2 separate regions of the Macaca mulatta genome follow, and region 2 is linked to region 1. A link is a contact called in public Hi-C data. All regions are on one chromosome and are shown on one strand. The core of a region is the stretch at or near the end of the contact, and the rest is flanking DNA. Distances in the headings are between cores, read along the strand shown. Region 1 holds the start of EMC7 (ER membrane protein complex subunit 7). Region 2 holds the start of EMC4 (ER membrane protein complex subunit 4).

Region 1 (7,749 bases), core at 3,360-5,859:
GAGGGAACAGAAAGAAACTTATTTTTTGAGAAGGAGCCTCACTCTGTTGCCAGGGCTGGAGTGCAGTGGTGCGATCTCGGCTCACTGCAACCTCCACATCCCAGGTGCAAGCGATTCTCCTGCCTCAGCCTCCTGAGTAGCTGGGATTACAGGCACCTGCCACTATGCCCAGCTAATTTTTTTTTTTTTTTTTGTATTTTTAGTAGAGACAGGGTTTCACCATGTTGGCCAGGCTGATCTCAAACTCCTGACCTCGTGATTCGCCCGCCTCAGCCTCCCAAAGTACTGGGATTACAGGCGTGAGCCACCGCGCCTGGCCCAGAAAGGAACTTTTACAAGATTTGGGCTTCTGTTGAATGATTGAGGAGAGTCTAGGGAAGCCAAGATTGGCTCTGGATTGGGTATCTCAGCAATCTGTTTGGAGGCACGAGGAACAAAGCGAAGTCATTGGTAAGGAAGCGGTAATCACTGAAAAGAAGAAGGTTGTTAGGTGTTTTGCAGGTGTGGTGTGGCCTTGGGAAAAAGTTTTCTGATGGCCTTGCCACTGACCCTGTCTGTGTCTAGTAGGTACATCGCAGTCTGATTAAAATGAACACTATCTTTCCTTTCTCGCTTCTGAACTGACTTTTACTCTCTTAAACTGGAATGTCTTATCTATTCAAAAACTAAGGCATATTTTAAAGTAAAAAGATTGAAAATAAACCTTCTCCATACACTTCTTGAGCCTGAATTACCAGTTCCCTAGCAAATAAGAGATTTATTTGGCAGACAAGAAAGTCAAATGTGTGTGTGTGTTGTTTTTGTTTTTTTTTCTGAGCAGTACTGCTCCTTCCAGCGATCAAATATGAAGAAATAACTATCTTCAGCAAAAAGATGAGGGCAAGTACCCCAGGGCTGCAGTAGCTGATGCCAGGGAGACTGGAGTATAGGGGTGGCTCTGGGCACCACGACCCCATCCCCTGCCAGGGCTGAGTACTTGGCTCTTGAATCTCTTTTTTCAATTGCTCTTACTCGTTCTCAGGATGCTAACTCTAAGAGTGCACAAGGCTAAAACATGCATTGCCCTCAATAGGAATGTGTAGTAAAGACAGCGATGTTTAGGGCCGACAAAGATCTTGGGCAAGTCACTTCACTTTCCACCATAAAGAAAAAGAAAGGACTGAAGCAAATGATGTCTGAAATCTTGGCAATCAACATTGACAGCAATCAACCCCTGCTCTCCTCCCCAGTACAACCTTGTTACGTTCACAGTAAAGCAATCACGACAGGAAGAATAGTGTAGCATCACATAAATTGTCTTCCAACCCTTTTCACTAGAGGCAACCCTTAGTTAACAGTTACATGTTTCTCCAGCTATTTTTGTTCAGAGACAGTATCTCCTTCCCATTTCCTATTTAGGAAAAAAAAAAGTGTAGCTCGCTGCCTGCACTCATTTAATTTTACATAAACACCCTCTTTGAGGCTGAAGCAAATCTGACTGATTTTCAAAGTGAAAATAAAATATAAAAACTGTTCTTGGGGCTAGGTGTGGTGGCTCACGCCTATAATCCCAGGACTTTGTGAGGCCCAGACGGGCAGATCACCTGAGGTCGGAGATCAAGACTAGCCTGACCAACATGCATAAACCCAGTCTCTACTAAAAATGCAAAATTAGGTGGATGTGGTGGCGCATGCCTGTAATCCTAGCTACTAGGGAGGCTGAGGCAGGAGAATCGCTTGAACATGGGAGGTGGAGGTTACAGTGAGCTGAGATCATGCCATCGCACTCCAGCCTGGGCAACAGGACCAAAACTCCGTCTCAAACAAAAAAAAATGAAAGAAACAAACAATGACAACAAAACTGTTCTTGGAGTTATTTCTTTTTTTTTTTTTTTTTTGAGATTGAGTCTCATGTCACCCAGGCTGGAGTGCAGTGGTGTGATCTCAGTTCACTGCAACCTCTGCCTCATGGATTCAAGCAATTCTCCTTCCTCAGCCTCCCAAGTGGCTTGGATTACAGGCATGCACCACCACACCCAGCTAATTTTTGTATTTTTAGTAGAGACAGGGTTTCACCGTGTTAGCCAGGCTGGTCTTGAACTCCTGATCTCAGGTGATCCATCCAGGTCGGCCTCCCAATCTTGGAGTTATTTCTAAACAGCACTTGTCTCTAATCCTAATGGAACAGATGTATATGATGATCGGTATTTAATAATTTTTTTTCGTGTGGTAAATTTCAAAGCATGGAACAACACAAAGCGGAACATCACATTCAGCACAAAAATAGCGTGTTTCTTTCCGGATCCTTTTGCCATCCTTGTCGTATTGGGAGCAGCAAATTTTGCAGCGACCAGTTGGATTCTGTTTCCCTGACGTTGGTGGTATGCTCTTGGGGAAATGTCTTCCAGACAGACGAAGAGGTGTGACATCATCAGAGCACGGACGACCTCGAAGGTGTTGCTGCCCTGGCTTGTGATGCTCTTCCAGCATTCTTTCAATCAATGCCAGTCTGAAGTTTATATGGCTCATAGTGTGCTCAGGGTTGTCCTTCTTGAACAGGATGTAGGAGTTCAGCACTGTAATGTGTAGAAGGTGGTGAAAGAATTTCTTATACCAAACCTTGTGTCTTTTGCGCTCAGATGGATAAGAAGTAAGCATCTGATCAGCCGAGTCCACCGCTCCCATATTCTCGTTATAATCCACAATGACACGTGGCTTTTTAGTTTTCTTTCCATTTCTGTTGTTTACTTCAATCATGGTATCATTGTGGAATGTTGACAACATTGTCACCTCCTTCTCGTCACACCATTTCAGTGCCATCAGTTCACCACAGAATCTGGCTACAGTCGTCCCCTTTGCAATCCTTTTTTTCAGATCATTTGGAATCTGTTTTCTGTTCAAACGAGCTGTCCCAACTGCATCAGTCCTATTTTGATGTAATTCTCTGAAAAGCATGGGAGATATATTAAAGTTATCGAGGAAGACACAATACCCTTGGCCAAGAAGGTCATTGACCAAGGTAAGAACAATGCGCGATGATTTCAGGCCATCGGCTGAATCTTTCAAATTCATACCAGGCCCTGTGTGAACAAGCGCATTCCACACGTAACCAGATTGACTTTCACAAAGTACATATAGCTTCAGACCAAATCGTACTCGTTTTGTCGGGATGTACTGCTTCATAGCTAACGGCCCCTTGAACAGCATCAGTGATTCATCAACTGCAATGTTTCTGTTTGGAGTATATACAGTTGAAAATTTATTTACAAGAAAGTCGAACACAGGTTTGATCTTCTGCAATGAAATATGGGCCTTTGATTGACCAGCAGATATAGAAGAATTGTTGACAAAATGCAGGCACCGAAACAAAAGTAAAAATCTTTCACCAGTCATAATTTGCCTGAGATAAGGTGTATCCAAAAGAGGCCTTGTTGACCAAAACATCTCCAGCTCAGGTTTCTGCACAATACCTTGCAGTAACATTACTGCAAAAAAGACTTTGAGCTCGTCATTGTCAGTGTCTTTCCATTTATCCATTCGCGAAAATCCTTTCGGACCCGGTGGCTTTGAAGCCAACAAGGCAGCTTGGGCATTTGTTTCTCTAGTAATTTTTGAAACTAATTCCTCAGTAAAGAACAGTTCAAAATACTGCAATGGGTCAGTGATATCACTGACATCGACTTTTCTGCCAGGTGTGCCGGTAAAGTCATACCTTTGACGTGGAATCATAGCACGAGCTGACCATTTCATAGAGCGCCCTGAGTCAGATGATGTAGGGCTCTTTCCATCAGGTTCTAAATGGGACAGAGGCCTGATCTTATCGTCTTCTAAAGCACTATCCGAAAAAGTATCGGAATCGTCTATTTCCGAAAAATCAGATTCATCAAATGAATCTTCGGCCAGCAACTGTTCGAGACCGGTATTACCATCACGCATAGGAATGCTACGTTTTCTAGAATTTGACATTTCGGCGACTGAGAATTACTATATTTTGTAAATGGAAATACCACTACTAAAAACAGAATGCTATAAACAGAATGATGTCTTTTGTTTCAAAAGTCAATATACCAGAACCATGCGAAAATAACAGAAGCGAGATATTTCGTGGCAAACTGTGGGAGTAAGGTTGTGACTGTAATACACGCGTTATCTCGGCGTAAACGCTGCAGTCGCCGCACAGCAGCGCGTAATCAAGGGGCTAAGGAGAAATGGGTTAAACGCACATAGAAGCCTTTCATCTCATACGTCTTGGGGAGTCTCTAGTTTTTTGAAAGGTCTCTTCCGGATGGTGTTTCTCCCGAAGCCAGTCTCGTCATCTTTTATTCCCGTGAGGTCCTTGGCCTCCGTGGCTGCCACAGCAACACACACTTGACTTTCACCTCATGGGCAGTCCCCTTCATGGGCACTTGACACACGCTCTATGCGCCGCCTTCCAATCCAGAGTGCCGGGAGTTTAGGGCGGTACTTCCGCCTTACTTCCGCCTCGCTAGTCGATCGGCCATGATTTCTTCCCTCTGGTTGGATCCCACAGCTTATGACAGAAACGGGCGCCCAGTGATGACAACATCAAGCCGCCGGCGGCGGCGGTGGCGGCCGGGAGACTGGGAGGGCTTCCGGGGCTGCCGGCCTGAGTGTAGAGCTGCTGTCATGGCGGCCGCTCTGTGGGGCTTCTTTCCCGTGCTGCTGCTGCTGCTGCTATCAGGGGATGTCCAGAGCTCGGAGGTGCCCGGGGCTGCTGCCGAGGGATCGGGAGGGAGTGGGGTCGGCATAGGAGATCGCTTCAAGATTGAGGGGCGTGCAGTTGTTCCAGGGGTGAAACCTCAGGACTGGATCTCGGCGGCCCGAGTGCTCGTAGACGGAGAAGAGCACGTCGGTTTCCTTAAGTGAGCATCCTGAGGGCAGCGGGAAAAAGGCTGGGATGGAGGCCGGACAGGGACCCCACCAGGAGAGTTAAGTGTCAGGGCGGGACAACGTCGCTGTCTCAGACTGAAGGGGAGGGTGCCGCTAACGGTCTATGCCGGGAGACCTTGGGAGGCAGTCGGATGCTTTCCCTTTCCCGGTCCTGTACCTCTGGAATGAGCATGGCAGGCGCTCACCCCCTGCCATGGTCAGAGCATGGAGTCAGTTATTTTCAACCTTGTTTTGGCCCCATGTGGGGACGATCATTCCTGGGTCCTGGGGACAAGTGGACCTTTATTAGCCTCTTGTTGGATTCTTTCTTTTATATCTCATCTGGTTTCCCGAGAACCTAGTCGTTTCTTGCATTCACTTCAGTCTTTTGGTAGCTTGATATTATGTAGAAAGATGCGACACAGGTGGGAATTCTCAAAACCCAAAGGGCTTCTAGTGACGACATAGACTGGGAGGCTAATGTTACTGCTTCTAAAATTAACAGGCCCTGAAATCCCTAATCAAAGCACTTTTTTTGTTTGTTTGTTTTGGCTTGGGGGTGCGATTGTTGTTCTTTTTTACACTTGAATTCATCGAGGGATTTGCTATATATCACACTTGTCATTTTTGTGAAAGTAGGGTTTCTCTACATTGCTTTCTTCTGTCCTTTCGTGCTATTAGTGGAAGTGGGATTTCTGTCTATATTAAAAGACAGGACGAATTTGTTAGCACTAGTTTTGCAGCAGCCTGCTTTGGAAATGTCTAGGCACACCTACGTTGTTTTAAATCTTTCCACCCTTACTTAGTAGGTGAAACTGTAAACTGAAAGAAAATAATTAGGAAGTGTTTCCTTTGGTGGGTTCGTACACCAGCAAATGGTATCTGAACATCAGACAACTTAAATGTGGACATTTAAATCCAAATCTGATTTACATATTTGTTCAGATCATCTAAGTGCCCTTGAGTGGTAATTCCAACCTCAGATTAATAAATAGTGACAAATTTACAACCAGTATTTTACTGCCATCTGTCATTAAGAATCTGGCATTAGGACATTCTTTAGAGTTTACCCTAATTAATGATGTTTTAATGATACAGTTCTCATAAAGCTTTAGGAATGAGCCTTAATTGACCATTTGGCCACTCTTCTGCTGTATACAGTTCTTTTAAAAAGCAGAGCTTTTAGAAAGCTACAGAGCAAAACCCTGTCTCAGGAAAAAAAGAAAAGTTGATGGAGAATTAATGTGAGGAGTTTATGATGATAATCTTATTGGAAAAGGGGTAGGTAATTTGTATTGTAGCTGTTTGAAAATAGTATATTAGAAACAAAGTAGGGAAACAACCCTTAATGTTTCATTGTATCTTTTTTTTTTTTTTGGAGACAAGGTCTTGTTCTGTCATTCAACCTGGAGTGCAGTGGTGATATGATAGTTCATGGCAGCCTCGAACTTCTGTACTCAAGCGATCCTCCTGTCTCAGCCTCCTGAGTAGCTAGGACTACAGGCGGACGCCACCATGTCCAGCTAATTTTTAAATTTTTTTTGTAGAGACAGGGTCTTGCTGTGTTGCGCAGTGTGGTCTCAAACTCCTGGCCTCAAGTGATACTTCTGCCTCAGCCTGTCACATTTTTGGGATTACAGGCGTGAGCCATGGTGCCTGCCATTTTTCCAGCTTCATTTGGAATCATATGACTTATGTTTTTACTAGTAAAATATAATATATAGTAGTTTGTAACCTGCTTTTTTCACTTAATGTTCTTGAACACGTTTTGATACCATTTCATGTTCTTTCATTTGTATGTAGAAAGGTTGATGGAGAATTGCCAGGCACGGTGGCTCACACCTGTAATCTTAGCACTTTTGGGAGGCTGAGGTGGGAGGATTGCTTGAGCCCAGGAGTTTCAGACCAGCTGGGGCAACATAGTGGGGCACCATCTCTACCAAAAATAAATAATTAGCCAGGAGTGGTGGTGTGCACCTATAGTCCAAGCTACTCGGGAGGCTGAGGTGGGAGGATTGCTTGAGCTGAGGCAGTTGAGGCTGTAGTGAACTGTGTGATCGTGCCATTGCACTCCAGCCTGGGCTACAGAGCAAAACTCTGTCTCTCAGGAAAAGAAGAAAGGTTGATGGAGAATTAATATGAGGAGGTTATGGTGATAATCTTATTGGAAAAGGGGTAGGTAATTTGTATTGTAGCTGTTTTGCATGACTAGCGCAGGGCTTTGACTTACGTTTGTGCTTATTGGAGGTGGCTTAGGACTTGGTTAATGGAGGTAAAGGGAATTGGGCCTGAAGATTCCTCATGCCATTTCTTGCTATCATCACAATATATATAAGCCATAATTTATTTAAACAGTCCTCTGTTTTTGGACAGGTGGTTTTCAGGTTTTGTTTTTTTTTAACATAGTAATATTATATTCTATACTTTTTTGAACTTTTTATTATAGAAATTTTCAGACATGCATAAAATAGAATGGCATTCTACTGTTTTGTTTCATGTCTTTTGTGTACCTTCATTAATTTTTTTCTGAAATATTTTTAAATGGTTCTAAGCATAATATGATTTTACTTGTAAAAGCATTATTATGTATCTCCAAAAAATAAGGACTTAAACAAAAACCACATTACCATTATTGATTCAACAAAATAATCATGCATTAATATCATCTAGTAGTCCCATTTTTATGTTTCCTCAGTTATCTCAAAAATGTTTTTTATATAATTGTTCTTTCAAATCAGGATCCAACAAGGCCTGCCTACATTTTGTAGAGTACATTTTTAAGGACAAATTTAATTTTTTTTTTTTTTTTTTTTTTGAGACAGAGTCTTGCTCTGTCGCCCAGGCTGGAGTGCAGTGGCACGATCTCAGCTCGCTGCAAGT
Region 2 (7,749 bases), core at 1,675-4,174, 120 kb before region 1:
TGGTCTTGAACTCCTGACGTCAGATGATCCACCCACCTTGGCCTCCCAAAGTGCTGGGACTACAGGCGTGAGCCACCATGCCCAGCCTGCCTTTAATTCTTCAAACTTATGGAAGGGTTATTGTTTCAAGAATACTTACTGGCTGAAATGGCCATAAGTGCCTGAATGGGTCGCCAGGCCATCATACACACCATCATAGTAGGGAAGATGGAGATAGTATTGCCTGCCATGTACATGATGAAGAGGTTCATGGGAATCTGTTTGAGGGGACCCAAGGCGATGTCCCAGCAGCGCTAAAACAAACACACAATTTTAACCCTCTGATCACCACCCTTAGTCCCACATTTGCCATATCACTGATGCTAAATCACATGAACAGAATTCCCAATTCTCTGCTTCTAACTGAGCTGACTCCTCAATTCTATGACCTCTTCCCTTCTCCATGTTGCCACAGGAGGGCTCTCTCTTCTACTAAAGATAAAAGTACCATCATCATCCGTTGTACCTTTCCCTATAGGTTTTCCAGATGTCATTTTTTCTCCTGATTTTGGAAAAAAGATCTCCCTGCTTTTGTCCTAGTACTTCTGTATCTATCAATGTCCTATCTACAACTGAAGAAATAGATAAATCCACATAATGGGAGATTAGCACACCACAGTCAATAACTAATGGAACCATTGAACTAATTTAGTTCCAGAAAAAAATAATAGAATTAGCAGGTAAATCAAGACATAGAAGATTTGAATGACATTAACAAAACCCAACTGACATGTAATGCTGCAGTCAACAATTACAGAGTTCACACTCTTTTCAAGCATAAGATATTTACAAAACCTGACCACTCGCTGAGCTATGAAGAAAATGTCAATCTCAAAGAATGCAAATTGTACAAACATATTCTTTGACTACGATATTAAACTAGAAATAATTTTATAATTAGAAAATCTCATGTTTGGGAATTAACAATGATACATGAAGAAATTATAATGGAAAACAGAATTGTATGATAGCAAAAGTACCACATTTTAAAACTTGTGGGACACAGCTACAGCTCTGAGAAATTTATAACCTTAAATACTATTGGGTTGCTGCAAAAGTAATTGCGGTTTTTGCCATTAAAAGTAATGGCAATCTGGCTGGGCGTGGTGCCTCACGCCTGTAATCCCAGCACTTTGGGAGGCCGAGGTGGGTGGATTACCTGAGGTCAGGAGTTTCAGACCAACCTGGCCAACGTGGTGAAACCCCATCTCTACTAAAAATACAAAAAAATTTAGCCAAGCGTGGTGGCAGGTGCCTGTAATCCCAGCTACTCGGGAGGCTGAGGTAGGAGAATTGCTTGAACCCGGGAGTCAGAAGTTGCAGTGAGTCAAGGTCATGCTATTGCATTCCAGCCTGGGTGACAACAGCAAGACTGTCTCAAAAGAAAAGAAGTAATGGCAGTCTAAAAATAAAGTAAGCATCCATTTCAAGAAACTAGAAAAAACCCAAGAATTTTTGAAAAGATTAATAAAATCAATACTGGTGATGGGTACAGTGACCTGTAAAAATAAATGAAAATAACTTTTAAAAAATCAATACTGGTAAGCCGAAAAGGAGAGGAGACAAATATTCAACATCAGGAATGAAAAAACGAACATCACAGATCTTGCATATATGGAAGTGATCATTATTATGAACAACTTTATGTCAATACATTTGAAATTTTAGGAAATCGGTAACTTCCTAGAAAAAATGTAACAAAATGACAGCAGAAATTAGAAAGAAATATAAATAGCCCCGGGCAGAGCATGGTGGCTCATGCTTGTAATCCCAGCACTTTGGGAGGCCCAGGCGGATGGATCACCTGAGGTCAGGAGTTCAAGACCAGCCTGGCAAACATGGTGATACCCTGTCTGTAACTAAAAATACAAAAATTAGCCAGGCAACTGCAGAAATCTAGATGAAGGATGGTGGCTTGGATCGGGATGAGAGGTGAACACAGCAAAAAGTAGTAAGGAAAGTCAACAACATCCTGACAGTTGGATGTGTGGTGTAAGGGAACTAGAATAGAAAAAGATCACTTCAACTGGAAGATGTTGCCACCAAAAGATAGTTTTCAACCTACTTTCTTACACCTTATGTTCCAAACATCTTTTATTTTTCAAACTGTTAAGCACTTTTGTAGGTGATATATAAAATACCGAAATACCAGTTTCAAGCAGTTTAGTTTCCAAATATTCAGGATAAGAGCTATCTACGTTAATTCCACCTGGGAGAAGAGGATGGGTGAATAAGTCAGGACTGGCCCAAGGACTGCGGTAACATCTATACCTCTGTACCTTCTCCACCAGGATCCGATCTGTCTCTTGCACGCTGGTATCAGGCACTTGCTTGTCCAAGTAACCGACTGGGTAGAGAGAGTCTCCCTGGCCACTGCCCCGGTCACTTCGACCCCTAAAAAACCAAACCAAGAAATTAAAGCTGCAAACTCCGACACTTCTTATCCCACATTTCCTGATCTACCAATCATAGCAATAAAGATCTTCAGATGCACCTACTCAGATTAGACCAAGCCCCCTCGTGTGTTCCTCAGTCCCTTGACTTATCAGGACTGATGTAAGCATTCTTTGAGCACAGAAACCTTCACAGCAGGAAAGCCGCTACGTCCCCAGGTGATGTCTGTGTGCCACCCATCTTTTTCAAAGTTATGCCTGAGGGCTCAGGTCTCATTACTCTGGTGCAGTTCTGGGACGAACAGGGATGTACAGCTTGCCCAGGTGCCTCACCGGCTGCCTCCTCCAGGCCCGCTTAGCTCAATGGCCCACTTGAAGCGCCGGCCTCGGTTAGCCACCAGACCCCCCTGGGCCGTCATGGCAACAGCTGCGTGCTACAGCCGCGAAGCTTCTCACTCCAAAGCGTACTCCGCAACAGGCCCACCGGCGTTCCCCGCTTTGTCGCACTCTGCAAATACACTTCCGGCGCGTTAATACAGACGTCATTTCCGCCCTGGAAATTGGCGGCGTTGCGGGTTGAAGAGTCCCGGTTTGGATTTAGAAAATCAGGGAGGGAAAAAAAGCAGGCAAGACTTGGTGCTTCCTAAAGCCACTTCCGCGCGCTCCCTTTTTGAATGTGCTTGTTATATGTTCCCTGACCTCTGAGGTGCACTTCATGGGGCTGAAGGAACGTCCCTACTGACTCAGCATTAAGAATTGGTGGGCGGATCACCTGAGGTCAGGAGTTCGACACCAGCCTGGCTAACATGGTGAAACCCCGTCTCTACTAAAAATACAAAAAAAATTAGCCGGGCGTGGTGGCGGCGCCTGTAATCCCAGCTCCTTAGGGGGCTGAGGCAGGAGAATCGCTTGAACCCGGGAGGCGGAGGTTGCAATGAGCCGAGATCACACCACTGTACGCCAGCCTGGGTTACAGAGTGAGACTCCGTCTCAAAAAAAAAAAAAAAAGAAAGAAAGAAAAAAAGAATTGAAGCCAAGAAAAGCTTCTTAACCTCCTACGCGCTCCCTGGAACAAAAGATTCAAATCCTGGATTTAAATCCTAGCTTGACCTTGAGCGAGTTCCTTAGTAGTTTCTGAGTATTGAATGTCCACTGTGTCCCAGGAGCTCGGTGTTTCTTTTATTTCACTTGCACAGTAACCTTGCGAGGTAAACAGTTTTAACCACATTCTGCACAAAGGCAAGGCGACATTGTGGGCATGGAAAGGGACATGGGCTCGGTATTCAGATAGCCTGCGTTTGTTGTTGTTGTTTGTTTTGGCTTTGTTTTTTTTTGAGACAGGGTTTTACTCCGTTGCTGAGGCTGTAGTGCCGTGGCGCTATCACGGCTCACTGCAGCCTCGACTTCCCGGGCTCAAACGATCTTCCCACCTGAGCGTTCCGAGGAGCTAGGACCACAGGGCGCGCCACCACGCCCAGTTTTTTTGTTTGTTTGTTTTTGTTTTTTTGAGACAGTTTAGCTATGTTGCCCAGGCTGCTCTCAAACTCTTGGGTTCAAGTGACTCTCCTGCCTTGGCCTCCCAAAATGTCGAGATTACAGGCATGAATGAGCCACTGCACCCAGCAGATGGCCTCCTTTTGAATCCTGGTTTCACCACTTAAAAATTGTATGACCTTGGGCAAGTTAAATCAATTGTGTTTCAGCCTCTTCATGTAAAAGTTGGATAATCTGCCAATTTTCAAGGCTTGTGAGATTAGTGCCCACCACATATGTGGTGTTTGGTTGGTTCGTTTGTTTGAGACGGAGTTTTGCTCTTGGTTGCCCAGGCTGGAGTGCAATGGCACGATCTCAGCTCACTGGAACCTCCGCCTCCAGGGTTCAAGCGATTCTCCTGCCTCAGCCTCCCAAGTAGCAGGGATTACAGGCATGCGCCACCACGCCCAGCTAATTTTGTATTTTTAATAGAGACGGGGTTTCTCCATGTTGGTCAGGCTGTTCTCGAACTCCCGACCTCAGGTGATCTGCCTGCCTGGGCCTCCCAAAGTGCTAGGATATGTGGTGTTTTTAATGATGTGTTACATCATTGCCAAATCACACCACTGATGTGTTTTTAATGACATGTCATTAAATAATGTATGTCATTCTTTCAAGTGATTGGGTTTTGTATTGAATTGTATACCTTTTTCATAATTTAGCCTATTATTGGACATTTGTTTCCTGTTTTTCTTCCTTTTATAACCAGTGTTGCTGTGAACATATCTGTATGTTTTATTTCCTAAAGTTAGAGTCCTAGAAGTGAAATTGGAATTGCTGGATCAAAGAGTATGCATGTTTTTAAAGAATTTTCATTTTAAATGCCCACTAGGAGCCAGGCATGGTGGCTCACACCTGTCATCGCAGAACTTTGGGAGGCTGAGGCAGGAGGATTGCTTTAGCTCAGGAGTTCAAGACCAGCCTGGGCAACATAGTGAGACCTTGTCTCTGCAAACAACAAAAAGAATTAAAATGCCCACTAGGATAAATGGCACCATTTACATTTCACAGTGTAAAATTTTTTTAATAGTTTGAATTGGTACTACATTATTTTTTAATTTGTATTTCTTTGACTCCAAGTTATTTGATATGGCTGGAGTTGGGGGGAAGGAGATGCTGTGGGAGGTAAAGTTGAAAAAGGCTTCCTTGGCCGGGCGCAGTGGCTCACGTCTGCAATCCCAGCACTTTGGGAGGCCAAGGCGGGCAGATCACAAGGTTACGGGATCGAGACCATCCTGGCTAACGCAGGGAAACCCCGTCTCTACTCAAAATACAAAAAATTAGCCGGGCGTGGTGGTGGGCGCCTGTAACCCCAGCTACTCGGGAGGCTGAGGCAGGAGAATGGCGTGAACCCGGGAGGCAGAGCTTGCAGTGAGCTGAGATCCGGCCAGTGCACTCCAGCCTGGGCGACAGAGCGAGACTCCCATCTCAAAAAAAAAAAAAAAAGAAAAGAAAAGAAAAGAAAAGAAAAAGGCTTCCTTGGCCAACTAAACAGTTGGGACTCTTGAAGATGATAGTGATGTAGAGAGGCTGAAGATTGCCACCTCCACTTTGTTTTCTGATTTTGAAAACGTGTTCATAGCAGACTGCTTAAACAAGGCAGAAATGGAAGTCTTTTGCCTCTTCAGCCCATCGTAAAATGTGTATCTATCTGATTGTAGGAAGACCTAACTATAGATTTTTTGCTCCTTTCTGCTTTTTGTCTTTACCATGTTCTCTCTGATGAACCTTATATTCATCTTAAGCTTCTGACCCTACTGGGCATTCCTCTTTGTTGCATTATATTCTGCATAATAGCACTTACCACGTTGCATTTTGTTAACGTCCCCTAAGCACTTATCTCTACCCCTCTATAGGCTACCCTAAATCCCCTAAGGTCAGAAGCTATATATTATCTTTGAGCCTGTTGCCTAGAACATAGAAGGTATGGAATAAATGTTTAGCGAATGTGAGTAAATTAAATTGAAAGTAAACAAATACCAAGATGTGAATGTACTGTAACTATACTTATGCAAAATAAAACATAAACACAGATATACATTGTATTGGGGCAATGATTTTCATGCAATTTTGTCTATTTTTCAAGATGATCTTATTACACTTTTGTGTGTGTGTGTGAGAGACAGAGACTCACTCTGTTACCCAGGCTGGAGTGCAATGGCACGATCTCGGCTCACTGCAACCTCCGCCCCAGGTTCAAGCAACTTTCCTGTCTCAGCCTCCCGAGTAGCTGGGATTACAGGCGCCCGCCACCACGCCCTGCTCATTTTTGTGTTTTTAGTAGAGATGGGGTTTCACCATGTTGGCCAGGCTAGTCTCAAACTCCTGGCCTCAGGTGATCTGCCCACCTCGGCCACCTAAAGTGCTACGATTACAGGCATGAGCCACCACACCCGGCCGCCTTATTACATTTTAATTAAAAAAAAAATTTTTTTTTGAGATGGAGTCTCGCTTTGTCACCAGGCAAAGTGCAGTGGCGCGATCTCGGCTCACTGCAACCTCTGCCTCCCAGGTTCAAGCAATTCTTCTGCCTCAGCCTCCCAAGCAGCTGGGACTACAGGTGCGTGCCACCACACCAGGCTAATCTTTGTATTTTTAGTAGAGACGGGGTGTCACCATATTGGCCAGGCTGATCTTGAACTCCTGACCTCTTGATCCACCTGCCTTAGCCTCCCAAAGTGCTGGGATTAAAGGCGTGAGCCACTGCGCCCGGCCACATTTTAATATTTAATTTTTTTTACTTACTACTTTTTTGAGACAGGGTCTCACTGTGTTGCCCAGGCTTGTCTCCAACAACTGGGCTTAAGCAGTCCTCCTGCCTTGGACTCCCAAAGTGCTGGGATTACAGGCATGAGCCCACACCTGGCCCTGCTTTAATAAGTTTTAAATGAACACTTTTGAAAACATTGTTAGTCATTTGAATCATATATTCTTTCTATTTAAATACTCCCCTACTTGCTATAAAAGTGTGTAAACTATAACCTAAATTAAAGTTGCTTTAGGCCAGGTGCTGTGGCTCACACCTGTAATCCCAGCACTTTGGGAGGCTGAGGCGGGTGGATCATGAGGTCAGGAGTTCAAGACCAGCCTGGCCAAGAGGGTGAAACCCCATCCCTAGTAAAAATACAAAAAATTAGCTGGGCATGGTGGCAGACGTCTATAATCCCAGCTACTCAGAAGGCTGAGGCAGATAATTGCTTGAACCCAGGAGGCAGAGGTTGCAGTGAGCCAAGATTGTGCCACTGCACTCTAGCCTGGGGGACAGAGCAAGACTCTATCTCAAAAAAAATAAAAAGTTGCTTTGGCCTCAGTGGGGTACTCTGGATCATTTATTTCTTTATCCTAGGAATCCTCATAGTATTATTTGTGAAACTCTGTTCCAAAAAATGAATACATCAGGACTAGGCTGAGGATGGTTCCAAGATTAGATAAATTTGAGAAATTCTACATATTATATTCTGCACACACACCCGAGAGAGTCTTTGTGCTGTTAGTATAACATGAAAACAACAAGAAATGGTTTGGTAAAAAAATCTCCTTTAATCTTGTTTCCCAATCTACTTGAGTAAGGAACCAGTTTTTTGGTTTTTTTTTTCCTTAGTACATTTGTTAACATCCAATAGAATCAGTGTTCCACAGCGTGCAGTGAGGGCAGCTGCTGTATATGCATGCTAGAATTCTTCAGGAGAAAAAGTCTTCCCTAGAAAGCTTTGCTTGTTATTTTTTAAAATATTAGAAGATCATTAAAAATAATAGGTTAATTATGGAAATGGAGCTTCAAGTT

What was found. Hi-C and Micro-C count contacts between places; a contact is called where the count stands out from the background.
Region 2: a contact with region 1 is called in a Hi-C map of blood, with 3 times the contacts expected there. The contact joins the promoter of EMC4 here to the promoter of EMC7 in region 1. A contact is called at or near these places in 5 of 14 Hi-C or Micro-C datasets (CD4 T cells, blood, fetal cortex germinal zone and 2 more).

The regions. Positions count from the first base shown.
Region 1 is chr7:11,295,844-11,303,592 of T2T-MMU8v2.0, reverse strand. EMC7 (ER membrane protein complex subunit 7) reads left to right here and starts at 4,609. Exons shown (of 5, transcript XM_001085740.5): 1 at 4,609-4,862. The coding sequence starts at 4,627. It overlaps PGBD4 (piggyBac transposable element derived 4), which reads right to left and starts at 4,403. Exons shown (of 1, transcript XM_015141794.3): 1 at 798-4,403. The coding sequence starts at 3,945. The coding sequence ends at 2,188.
Region 2 is chr7:11,416,169-11,423,917 of T2T-MMU8v2.0, reverse strand. It overlaps EMC4 (ER membrane protein complex subunit 4), which reads right to left and starts at 2,924. Exons shown (of 5, transcript NM_001260989.1): 1 at 2,766-2,924; 2 at 2,319-2,433; 3 at 140-293. The coding sequence starts at 2,851.